Regions from separate parts of the Gossypium arboreum genome. Here region 1 is linked to region 2. Evidence: chromatin contacts called from public Hi-C data. All regions are on one chromosome and are shown on one strand. Each heading gives the region's core, a stretch centred on a gene start, on an enhancer-like site or on the middle of the called end of the contact. The rest is flanking DNA. Distances are from core to core; before and after follow the strand shown.

The links. A called contact is a pair of places that touch in the nucleus more often than the background predicts.
Region 1: a contact with region 2 is called in a Hi-C map of leaf, with 3 times the contacts expected there. The contact joins the promoter of LOC108484913 here to the promoter of LOC108486534 in region 2. A contact is called at or near these places in 2 of 5 Hi-C or Micro-C datasets (both in leaf).

The regions. Positions count from the first base shown.
Region 1 is chr6:110,444,325-110,451,083 of ASM2569848v2, reverse strand. It overlaps LOC108484913 (pathogen-associated molecular patterns-induced protein A70-like), which reads right to left and starts at 5,098. Exons shown (of 1, transcript XM_017788797.2): 1 at 3,777-5,098. The coding sequence starts at 4,869. The coding sequence ends at 3,973.
Region 2 is chr6:109,951,195-109,957,620 of ASM2569848v2, reverse strand. It overlaps LOC108486534 (serine hydroxymethyltransferase 3, chloroplastic-like), which reads left to right and starts at 4,441. Exons shown (of 11, transcript XM_017790637.2): 1 at 4,441-4,578; 2 at 4,925-5,337; 3 at 5,428-5,602; 4 at 5,694-5,811; 5 at 5,902-6,014; 6 at 6,125-6,247. The coding sequence starts at 4,958.

The DNA of each region.
Region 1 (6,759 bases), core at 3,849-6,348, 490 kb before region 2:
TTTTACCGAGTCTTGGGTGGCTGATTTGGGCACCTCTATGGATGGTTGGGTCTTTTCCTCCTTAGTGGGCAGTTTGGGCTCCTATCTCCTTAACAGGTTATCCATTTTGTTGACCCAATTCTTGAGCTGGGTTAAGAGAATTTTCAAGGTTCAATATTCCTTTAATTTATCGTCCAGAGTTTATAATAAATCAACCATCTTCTACATAGATTATGTTGTAGAAATGCTATAGTTTTGAGCATCAAAAGGTGAGCTTTAAGACTGCATTTTCCTCCAATGCATAAGCTGTTTCAAAAATTGCAAAAATCATGTGTTTTATTGTATAAAATGATCAAATTAGCAAATTCATCTTAGTATCACATAAGAAGACAAAATTGCAACAAAAACTCCAAATTTTGCATGAATTACTAGTTTAAAAGTGCAGAAGATAACTCTATATTTTAGAGTTATCACACATCAGTAGCCGGCTCACGCCGCCTTTCCTATTTTTTTTACACACAAATTTATTTTTACTCAACAATTTTTTTAACTCATCAATTTTTTTAAAAAAATTAATTAGTGCCGCTTAACAAACTGGCGGACCTTTTTTTTTTTTCCCATCATGTATACCCATATTTTCACAAGTATTTTACTAAATAATACAAGTGTCGCTTGACATAATGACAACACTAATAAAAAGTAATTGTGTCATGATTGGCTGAAAAGAGGATGATACCGTCGATGTGTCAGGCGATACCATAAATACTATAGCAAACAACTCATTCCTGTAAATAATATCTCCTCAACCGATTTTCATAATTAATTAATTTTTAAAATTATTTTTATAAAAAAAGCCACAATTTAGTTTATTGTTATACCTAAAACTTGCAAATAAAATTCGGTCCATAAAGGATTTTCTAATATTTTCTTTATCATGTTTATTACATCACAATATGGGGTTGGGGTTAGAAAAGAATTTGAAAACAATCAAAACTATGTGAAAAGACAATTGCGGGTGTAAATTACATAAAAATGTATGTTTGGGTAGATTTTATGTCATTTCGATGGCATTAATCAATAATGAAAGCTATTGGATTAGTGTGCAAATTATGGTCCCACTTTCGTTTTCAAAGTAAAACACATGATGATAGTGCTACGAAAAAAAGTGATCAATTTCACTTGTGTTTTTTAAATCAAACCCACCAACCTAAAAAGAATGATCAAAGAAAGGCTTCAAATTCAACTTGATTGGTAATGTAGGTATGCTTAACAATTCCTCTTAGTTGTCAATTTTTTGTTTTTTTGTTCTTTTTTTTACTACAAATTCAATGTTAAATAAAGGGTTTTTATTATTCAAAACAATGCTATTTTTTTAAATGCTTTTTTGAATCAAAGTAAAAAACTTATCATGTGTTTTTAAAAATATTTTTAACAGTATTTTTTAAAGTCACTTACTTCAATTGTAACAATAATGCTAGACTGGCCTCAGACTAAACAGAGCTTTTATTCAAGACGCATTTGGTGAAATTCTAATTTTAGTCCTTTTAATATGCTCAAATTTGAAATTCAAATTTTATTTATATATTTTTCCCAAACACTTTTTTAACTAACATGATGACGTGTCTTTTAAAATACTTTAAAAATAATTTTCAACCATTTAAAATAATTATTGATATTAAAAAATACAAAATATCAAATTCAAATATAAAAATTAAATTGACATAAAAAATATAAAAATAAAATAAACAAGGTATAATGACTTTGTTCTCCTCCAACTTTGTTTAAAAAACAAAAATTCATTTTAGTTTTTCATTTAATCTTTTACCTATTTTAGCTCAAATCACCTTAACATGGATGAAAAATTAGTGTTATTAATTTTACTAATGTGACATATATGTGGGTTGCCACTTGAATGACACATTGGTATTTAATTAATTTTAAAAATTTAAAATTATATTTTTATATATTGTTTATACTTTTTAATAACTTTTAATTTTTTAAAATATTTTTTAAATTTTAAAATTTAATTAAATGCTAATATATCATCTCAGTATGGCAATCCACGTGTATGACACATCAATAAAATTAAAATTATTAACTTTTTTATCCATTTTAAGGTAATTTGATAAAAATATAAATTTAAAAACGAAAAGTTAAATAGAGAGCTAATTAAATTATTATCCCAATAAACAAACATAAATTCAATGAAGGTGAGTAAAACTTGATTCGATTCAAAAAAACCGAAAAAAAATTAAATTTTGAATTAATCGAATTGAGTTATTCAATTCAACTTGAATAAGTAGTTCGAGTTTCAAGTTAGAGTTGAGTTAAATTTTACAAATTGAGCAACTCAAATATTTGAATAATCGTTTAATATAAATACTCATTAGGTCCTTGTCAATTTTTAAAATGAACAAATTGCTCTCTCAACAAAAAAAATACAAAAAAAAAAAACTTAAAATAATTTTGAAATTCAAATTATTTATAAAATTATAATTTTTTAAAAATCTAACAAATATATAAAAATAATAATTTTCTAAAATAATAATTTTGGGACCTAAATAATTTAATTTATAAATTAAATTTATCATATTAAAGTATTTTATTTTATTTTTATTTTACTTTGAAAATAATTTCAAATATATATAATTTTAAATTTATATTCTCCAACATGAAATTAATTATATTATAACAAAAATTAATTCAAAATATTTTTTTAATTTACCTCAAATAATTTTATTTAAATTAACTCAATTTAATTTAATTTAATTTAAAAATTTAAATTAAATTAAAATAATAAAATAAAACTCATCAATTCAATTAGCCGTTAAATTTCACTCCATCAAACGTCAAATTGATAGGCGGGAATGGCAACTCCAAACTCTTACTATTCCCCATACATCATTTACATGCACATTAAATTTGGGTGTAAATGCATAGTAGCCAAACATAATCTCCCACGTGCATCACAGCCAAGCACCTGACAGTGCGACAGATGGAGATCGCCATTTTATGTGGACAAACAAATTTAAAAGGAAAATATTTGACAAATCTAATAAAAATATTTCACACACTAAAATTTTTAAACTCCACAAATGATATTAAAATAAACAAATGTTATATAAAAATATTTTATCCTAGCCAGGCGCGGGTATAGTCCCGGCCATCTCTAAAATTAAAATTTTTTAACTCCCTTTAAAACTTATAAAATTTAAATTAATAAAAATAAAATTATATTTTAATCTTTCTAAAAATAATAAAATTTAATTTTATCTTTTAAAATTATAAAATATATAATTTAATTTAAACAATTACACTTAAATTCAGACTTCGCCACTACTTATAAAATAAAAATATAAGATTAATGTACCTAATACTCAGTAAATAAATTCATATATATTTGTACCAAATCACCCCATCTCTCCCTTCAATTTCAATCCCACCATCGTTCCTCTTCTGTTCTGTCCCTTTCAATCCAAAACAAAACGTGGGGTCTTTGTAAGCATGGCCTGCCCTCTCCTCCTGTAAAACAGGCCAATACCCTCTTTACACAGTTTTTCTCCACTTCCAGACTTGGAACCTACAGGTTTCCACAGTCTTGTCTGAAAAAACAACTAAGGGTCCATTGCATGGCATGCCCTTCTACAACATTTTTCTTGTACCCACTTTAACTCTTAGTAGATAACAGCTAAAAACTAATGCTAGTAATGGCAATGGTGACAATCATATGATTCATGAACCAGGAAACAGTACTAATTGGGACATTAATGGATATAAATGCCTGGAGAACAACCAAATAACACAACTGATAAACCCCATTCAAAGGAAACTTAAAATAAAAAATAAAAAAAACCAGAAAATGAAATGAAAGTGCCATATTTTTTTTCCTGAACACAAAGTTCCAACAGATGTAAACAATACCAGTAGTAGATCTACACCAATAATTAAACCCTGAAATTAACCCCCGAAAAAAGATTGAAAATGTAAAGCTTTTCACCTACCACTCCCTCTATTGATCATCTCCTTGTACCTAATGATGGAATCAAGCTTTTGCAGTTTCAGCTGGTGCTTGAACTTGTTGATGAAATCATCAGCTTTGGCATCCACCTCATCGTCTTCTTCCTCCGTAGCTTTCTCTTTCCCTTCTCTCACGGTGGCCGGCCGTCGATTTTCCACGATATCTCCTTCCTCGAAATGTCGAAAAGCAGACTTTACACTTGCAGATTTCTTCATCTTCCTCGGAAGCTTAGTTGGTACCTCACCAGATGCTGGTTTAGTATCAGATTTGGTCCTCGCAACATGATTTCCCTCCTTCAGTTGACTGTATACTTCATCAAGCGTTTTTCCTTCACCTTGGGTTCCCTCCCTTTCATCTTGTTTTTCAGGCTCTTGCACCTTTTCATCATGTCCCTCACCCTGAGCTACCTCTGGAGGATAATGGGGGTAACTCTCATGGCTTTTGGTCTGCTCTGGGGAGAAGTAACCGTAGAGATTAATGGACTTTAGCCTTTGCAAAACAGAAGGGGATCTCTCAAAGGAAGGCTGGCGCTGTTGTTGAGGGTTTTGTTGTTGAAAAGAGAAATGGAAATCACCCACATCAGAGACACTTTCATAGGCAGTGGTAGCACTAGCAACAACAGGTTCTTGAGATCTGTAAGCAGACAAGTTGATAGATTTCAGCCTCTGCAACATAGATGGAGATCTAACAAACTTTGGGTTTGTTTCATCATCTGGGTGGTACTGCCTTTGTGCGTCACTACTAGGCTTGCTGGAACTCAAAGTGGAAGTGAAATAGATGGTACCTATTGTAAGGTTAAGGAAGACAAAGAACACAGTTGGGGTAAACCAGCTTAAAATGGAAGACCATAGGGAATATGGTACTGTTGACATTGGTTCTTCCAACGTGGCTTTGGATGTTTCTGGTTAGGGACTAAAATGAGAAGAGAAAAGGGGTAATGGGAAAAGAAATGGTGGAAGGTAAAGTGGTGGAGGGTTGTGTTTAAGAGCGGGCCAACTGTTTATGAAATTTTTATGGGGGATTTTCTCTAGGATATTTGAGTTTGGATACTTGTCAAGATCTCCATTTTTTGTGTTGATGTATAATAAAGAAAGGGTTATATATATATATATAATTTTTTAAAGTTTTTAGTGTGAAGATTTTGAAAAGGCATGTGCTGGGGAGAGTGAATAGATTTTGTGAGAAACAGACAAAAGAGAAGGGAGAGATTGGCTTGGCTTTTATGGAAGCCTGAGCAAATATGAGGGTGTAGGGCTATCTTTCATTAAAGGAGGGCTGAGTGGCTGACAGTGTATCGCATTTAGGGTTTTGATATAATGGTATTTGATGTTTAAGTGTTATGTTTTACTTTCATAAACTTTTTTAAGGATTAATTGTACTATATATTTTTAATGTATAGCTCAAAATTTTTAATAATTACTATCAATCAAGAATTTTTGTTAATCTAGCTATTATTTTATGTATCAAATTCTATTTTTGTAATATTTTTCGCTCGTTTTCACCATCAATACAATGATAGATGTTATTATAATATTTTTAAGTTTAACTTTATTTTCCTTTTATGAAAATGTTTATTTTATTTTATATTAATATTCTTTAAATCAAATTAATCAAGTTTTAAAAAAACATAAATGCATTTAAACCTCATCATAAATTAATTTCAAACTTCATTTAAACTTAAATACATGACATAAACACATTCAAGTAACATAACGAAATAAAACTTAATTAATAACATCAAAATAACTTGAATTTCAACTATTTTTTTATAAATATTATATTCAAATTAAGTCTTTATGTACATGTCAAAGTCCTTATGCAATAACAATTAATATAAATACATTACAACTTCAATGAAAGGTGATGTGAAGCTCCCAAATTCAAATCTTATACTTCTCATTGGCGCGTTTTAAACCACTAATGCATGAGCCTAACAACTTAGTATGTAATCAAGGATAAGCTTATTTATCTTATACTAATATAAATGTTAAGCCCCTTATTAAGAATTTTTCAAGTTCATTTCCATCATACTAAGCCATTTTAACAGATTCGGTTTTGATTACTGAATTATAGAGTTCAATTTACTGGTTATTGGTTCTTTAACAATTCGTATTGAGAATTCATGTTCAAGATTATTATCAAGGTTACCAATATTGTTCAATCTAAGTTCATAGCCTTTTTAACTTAACTTTCTAGTTTATTCACATGTGTGTTCCACTTATGGCTATAAATTCTTTATGCAAGGCATATCTTCCCTCATTAGTTTCCTTATTAGGGGTATACCAATACATAATTTTTAAGCACAATTTCATGTCTTATTGCTAGAGGATGACCTTATCATAAAAACATAGCCTTTTAACTTGTTAATCCTTTAAAAAAATATACTTTAGAGTACATTTAAATTTTATAATCATAGGTACATCTTATTATCAATATTTTTATTCAAATGGCCATAATAATATAAGGAAATGACTTGGATACATGGGACTTCCTCCAAAACACACCAAAGAGCACATAGTGCTAGGTACCAAATCAAATCCCTTCAAAACACACCAAGGGGGACCAAAGTGCCAAGCCGCCAAACACACCAAAGAGCACCTAAGTGCTAAGCCCAAAGGCGTTAAAATATGCATGTGACTGCATAACCTAAAGGCAGCAGAGAGTGTGTGTAATATGTGCAAAGATTGAAGGCAACAAAACTCCAAGTATGACATTCTAAGTACACATAAATCCATACTAGTGTAACACACCTAACCCGTATC
Region 2 (6,426 bases), core at 3,192-5,691:
TTTAAACATAAATGCATGTAATGATGTACCATGTTAGATGTTAGAATTAATTTGGTTATGATGCTTGAATTGTTTGGTATATGAATGAAAGTTTTGGTGTAGGTTATTGGCAAAGTTTGGGTGAGAGATAAAGCTAGAAAATGGATTTATTTTGTCCACACGGGTAGACACACGGGTGTATGTCTTGATCGTGTGTGACACACACCTCGGCACATGGGCGTGTGGTTTGGCCGCGTGTCTCCTACATCCTAAAATTTAGAAACAGAATGCTCAGAATTTGGCACACAGGCAGAGACATGGGCGTGTGTCTCAGCCGTGTATGCTACACAGCCTAGAACAAGGACGTGTGTTTTGGCCGTGTGAATCCTGCACCTAATTTACAAAAATTAAGTTAACCACACAGCCTAGCACACAGGTGTGTGACCGGTTGTGTAATCCAAGTCAAAGAGTTACACGGGGTCAGACATGAGACACAGGCGTGTCCCAATGCCACACGAGCGTGTGACCCCTGTATATGAGAGAAATTGTGAAATTTTGTAAAAAATTTCCTGAGTTCCTGATTTAGTCTCGACTTGATTCCAACATTTATAATGGGCCTCGAGGGTTCATCCAAAGGACAATATGATTAGGTTCGATTATGAATAATAATTAACATGAATTATCTGTAATGTTCTGAAAACTCTAGTAATGTTTCGTAACCCTGTTCCGACGATGGATACAGGTTAAGGGTGTTACAATTGGTGTAAAGTTTAAGTATGTTCATGGTACCATTTGGTATGATCTAAGAACTTGAAAATGTGCATTTAGGGTCATTTCACCATCAAGTCTAGAGAAAGACATCTCTCGAGTCTGTCTCAAGATAGTTGGAACAAAATTTACCATACATATCGAAATTAATAAATTTTGTCCTGTTCTAGGTCTCGAGACAAGAACTCATTGTCTTGAGACATTCAAACATTGAAACTAAAATAAGAAAATAGGTAAGGTTGGTCTTGAGACATGAGGGACCTTGTCTCACGACATGGATTTTAATGTCTCGAGACATGCCATTATCGAAGAAAAATAAATAAATAATTTCTTAAAATAAAATGAGCTCTGTCTCGAGACATGGAGTTCTCTGTCTCGAGACATAGCATTGAAACTTGATAATTGAGTTGGATTTGAGTCCTAACTCTAAAATCAACCCCACAATAACTCGTAACTTATTGAATTAGAATCCTATGTATAAATGAATTTACGTATATGAACATAATGGGTGATTTAATTGTTATGCATGGTAATTATGATCTAAACTTTGTGAACATGTGCTAAGTTAGTTCAAGTTGTTTCGATAACATAATGTGACATCATATATTCGGATCTGGTGAACGGGTCGTGTGTGGTGTTACAAGTCTTCTTATGTTTTTTTCCTTAAATTGTTTTATGTATAAGATTATTATTTTATTTATAAAAATATTATTTTAATTAATAAATTTTGTGTTAGAAAATGGGTATTCATTTATTTATAAATATTTTTATAATTTTGTATGTATTTTATAAAATTTTATGTAAATTTATCAAAAAAATAAACTTTTAAATTTTTTTAAATTTTTTTAAAAATTTAAGAATCAAGACTAAATTAACTAAATGTGTAAAGTTGAGGGTTAAATTTGTTGAATTTTTAGAATTAAGACCAAATTGATAGAATATGTTAATATTGAATAGATAAAATTTTATTATGTCAATAAAAATATTTCATAATGAATGAGTAAGCAAAATATTAAATTTCAATAATGTTAGTGATTAAAATAAAATTTTTAAACCTATATGATCAAAATAGAAATACGCTAATAGTTAAGTAACTATTTTTATGGTTTATCTAAGATTAAATTCTTTTATTTTTATTTAAATATTTTACTTTATAGATGACATAATTATTATTTTTTGTCAAAATTTATTGTTGGTGTACTTGGTAAATATACTTAAAAAATAGAAGGATTAAGGGTGTAAAAGCTTTTGAATTTTTTCAAAAAAGTAATTAAGCTTTTGTTTTTTTACTCAATTGAGTATCTAAATGAGTAAAATGCATTAAAAAGATTCTTTGACAGTTAACATTAATGACCTTTTCTTTTTGTTTTTTCAAGTATCTTTACCATGTGTGACTAGACCTGATCATGGGTTGGGCCACTCGCTCAAGCTCGAAAGCCCACTTAAAAAGTGAGAGGGTTTGGGCAAAAATATATACTTGAAAAATGAGTTTAGACAAAAAAAAGGCCCATTTTCTAAACGGGTCAGGCCTCGGGTAAGATTTTTTTGGCTCGAGCCTGGATTGACCCGAATTTGCCTAAAATTTTTCATTGTTATTTATTGACATTTTAATGTTGTTTTGTTGCCATTTTGTTATTATATTACTATTTTTCTGTTGTTATTGTTTGGATATTGTATAACTCTTGTTTTACAATTAATTTTCTTACTATTTTAGAGGCATTTGCTTACTAAGTTGTAACTATTGTAGTGTTATTTAAATATAAAGACTTTTTCTTAAAATGTATTTTCAATTTGTTGAGAATAATTTATTTTAATATTTTTAGTGTATTTGATGTTTACTTTTTAAAATTTGTTTTTATATAAAAAATAATATAAATTTTTTAATACGCCGGGCCGAGTTGGACTCAAAGTTAGTATTTTTTTATCTAGGTTGGGCTTAAACAAAATTTAAGTCCATTTTTCGAGTTGAGACTTAGAAAACAAGCCTAAAAATTTGCATTAGCTCCACCCAAACTCGATTCATGATCAGGTCTAATTGTGACACTTGAAAATGATAAAAATAATAATAATACAAAAATATTGAGATATTATTTAAAATTTAGAAAAAATATAATATATAAATATATAGGAAAAAAATTAAAGGTTATAAGATTTAATCTCCATCAAGTGTGCGGTGGTGTTGTAATATATAAAATATTTTTAATCCAGTGTATTAATAGTATGAAAGGTGGAGTTGGTAACTTGGTCGTCTCTTCTTCCGCCAGCTTAGTTCATTGGCTTCTTCAATTTTTTTATATTGAAATTACGTTGAATATTCTCTGCTATTATTTGAAAATTTCAGTTTTAAGACATGCCTAAAGACCATTATGGAAGGTCAGAATTTTCGTTTAAACTAGTTTTTAATTGCATAGTTATAGTTAATTTCTTGAGACCTCCTAAATTTGATCAAAACTGATGGAGAATAGTGGAAGATAAGCTTGGAGAAAGAGGAGTAGTTTGAGTAAGTTTGATTGGTGAACTCTAAACCACAATTTAATGATTGATATGATAGATCAATACTCATCGAGAATAGAAAACATACATTAGATTCAAGTTGATTTGATAATTAGTGTGGAGGATCAGAGAAAAAAACTATTTAATTTTTAGTTCGTAAATTCATTACGTTCCAAAATTATTCATTTAAAAAAAATTAAATTGTAAAAGAGAAGGAGAAAAAAAGATTTTAATTGGTGCAGACGGTATAAACGGAGAAAGCCATATAACAATAATTTTAACAATTTAATAATTTATATAAAAACTTTTAAATAATTTAATTATCATTTTATAATTTTTTAAATTTAAGTAACTACAAGATAAATTTATTAACAATTTAGTAACTTTCTACATAGTTTACCCAAATTTCTAACCATTAGCATTTTTGGTAAACCTTACAAATTTGGTTTACACTTTTTTTTTTTCTTAGCATAATTGAAGACTGGCATTTTCATGTAGTTGATTTCCCCCCAATATCACTTAATCAGGACTTAGTAGGACAAGTGGCAACATCAGAGCAGGTACATACGAGTAGATCCAATGGAACAACCCGCATGGAGGTTTTTCAACCCTCATAAGACAACTACCCAAATCTCCGCTATCCAATCCATTTTCGGCGCCGTTCGTCTTTTTCATTTTCTTTTACATTTATTTATTAATTAGGGTTATTCGCTAGATTAGTATTTGAAATTTAAAATATTTTAATTGAAATATTAAAGTGTTAATATTATATTAATTAGATTTTTTAACTTAAATATCAAATATTATTTTAAATTTGACACGAAGTATATTTAAAATAATTTATTCAAATTATAAATACATTTATATTTATTCAAATTATAAATACATTTATATTTGTTACATTGATAGTTTAAATATAACACATTAAAAAAAGTCTTTGTAAAATTTAGTGATAATATCTAATCTTTTATAAATCATCAAATTTAAATTATTCATGTAATAAAAATTTAGATATTAAAATTTTTATTTATCGACTTTAAATATACTTTACGTCAAAATTTAATGTTGAAATCGATGTTAGGATGATGGAAAGATACGATTATACAATATTAATACTTTGATAAATCAAATTCAACCTTTTAAGGTTTATGGATTAATTTAAATTTGGATCATAATGTAGGGCTTATCCTGCAATTAACCCTCTTTAATTTTCTTCTTTGCCACTATACTAAAGCAAACCGCTGTCGACTTTTAGGGTTTTAGAGTTTGAGCCACTTCAATCCATTGCACCCAAAAAGAAAACGCGAGAAAAAAAAAAAAAGAGAATCCTTCCAACAAGTATGCCCTTCTTTCTATATTTCTTGAATTATTCCTTCTTTCTTAAAATTTTGTTTAATTCGTTGCTCTCTCTAATTTTCATATCCAGTTATTGAGATATTTGTTTATTATCTGTATTTTAACTTAAGATAGATTGCTGTTCTTTAGTTTTCGTGTTTTGGCTTAACAGAAGAATTGGTAATGATCAAGTTCTAAAAGGAAAATACCTTTTTTTCTTTTTGCCTGTATCTCATGGGATTATTTAAGTCTTAATAGCTGTTCATTTTCTGCTTTAACATATAAATTAATTGATGATGAATTGAATTTCTTATTTTAATCTATTTGTTATTCTGTTGTAAATTTGCAGGTTATTTGTGAGAAATACTAGTGGGAAGTCAAAATGCAGGCTTGTAATGGAGCTGCAATGATGGGTTCTTTGCAACAGCCCATATGGGTCAAAGGGAATAGACCAATTTTTCCTTTAAAAGGGTATGGTCTTAAGCTCAACTCTGTCAAACCCTGTAGAGCTCAACTTGAAAGCAGCTTGGTTACTGGAAAGCCTCCCTCTTCGGACTCATTCCCTGTGGTCGAAACCCGATTTGTGGACCATGGCCTCAGTGAAGCCGATCCCGAGGTTCGTGCTATTATTAACAAGGAGAAAGAGAGGCAATTCAAAAGCCTTGAGCTTATTGCCTCAGAGAACTTTACATCCCGAGCAGTAATGGAGGCAGTTGGGTCATGTCTCACAAACAAGTATTCCGAAGGACTACCTGGTAAAAGGTATATCGAGTTAAGCTAAATGCATAGAGATGTGATCTTTGTGTTTTTGGATTTATTATTTGCAGCTAATGATCTTAATTTTTATTGCAGGTACTATGGGGGCAATGAGTACATTGATGAACTTGAAATACTTTGCCAAAAGAGGGCTTTGGCAGCATTTCATTTGGATGAAAATAAGTGGGGCGTTAATGTTCAACCATTGTCTGGTTCTCCTGCTAATTTTGAGGTTTATACAGCAATTCTTAATCCGCATGATCGAATAATGGTAAGATACTTCTGCCGAACTCTGCTGCTGTAACTTAGTTCTCTCTGTTCGATAGTGCACATATAAATGATTCTTAATGTAACTGGTATAGGGTTTGGACTTACCACATGGCGGACATTTGTCACATGGATTTATGACTCCTAAAAGACGTGTATCTGGTACATCAATCTATTTCGAGTCAATGCCTTATCGGCTTGATGAATCCACAGGTAACTCATCGTTATTGTTAAGACTTAATTCGTTTAGTGGTTGGTATGCTTGCTTGGTGGTTGATTTGATTTGTCTTAAATTTGGAACAGGCCTAGTTGATTATGACATGCTTGAGAAAACAGCTACCCTCTTTCGACCAAAACTCATAATCTGTGGTGCCAGTGCATATCCTCGAGATTTTGATTATCCTCGCATGAGGAAGGTAAGCATTGATGTGCTTGTTGGTTGTGCTATATAGTCTGCCGTACTTTACTATCATTTAGTGACTTTTTTTAAGCATTTAACTTAATTGGAATTGATATCTGTTGGAAGATCGCAGATGCTGTTGGTGCATTTCTCATGATGGATATGGCTCATATAAGTGGCCTTGTTGCCGCTTCTGTAGTTGCTGACCCCTTTGAATATTGTGATATCGTGACAACAACCACACACAAGGTTTGGGATGAATATTTTCAAATGCTGTCTTGAACCATATGCATGTTAAATTCACTTCACATAGTGCTAGTTTTGCTTGTTGAAACATTAATATTTAAGGTAACTTGAGAAAATCTACTACCTTGTAGCATGGTAAATCTCGCTTGATTCTTTCCCTATTTCACTTGCCCTTGTGTAGC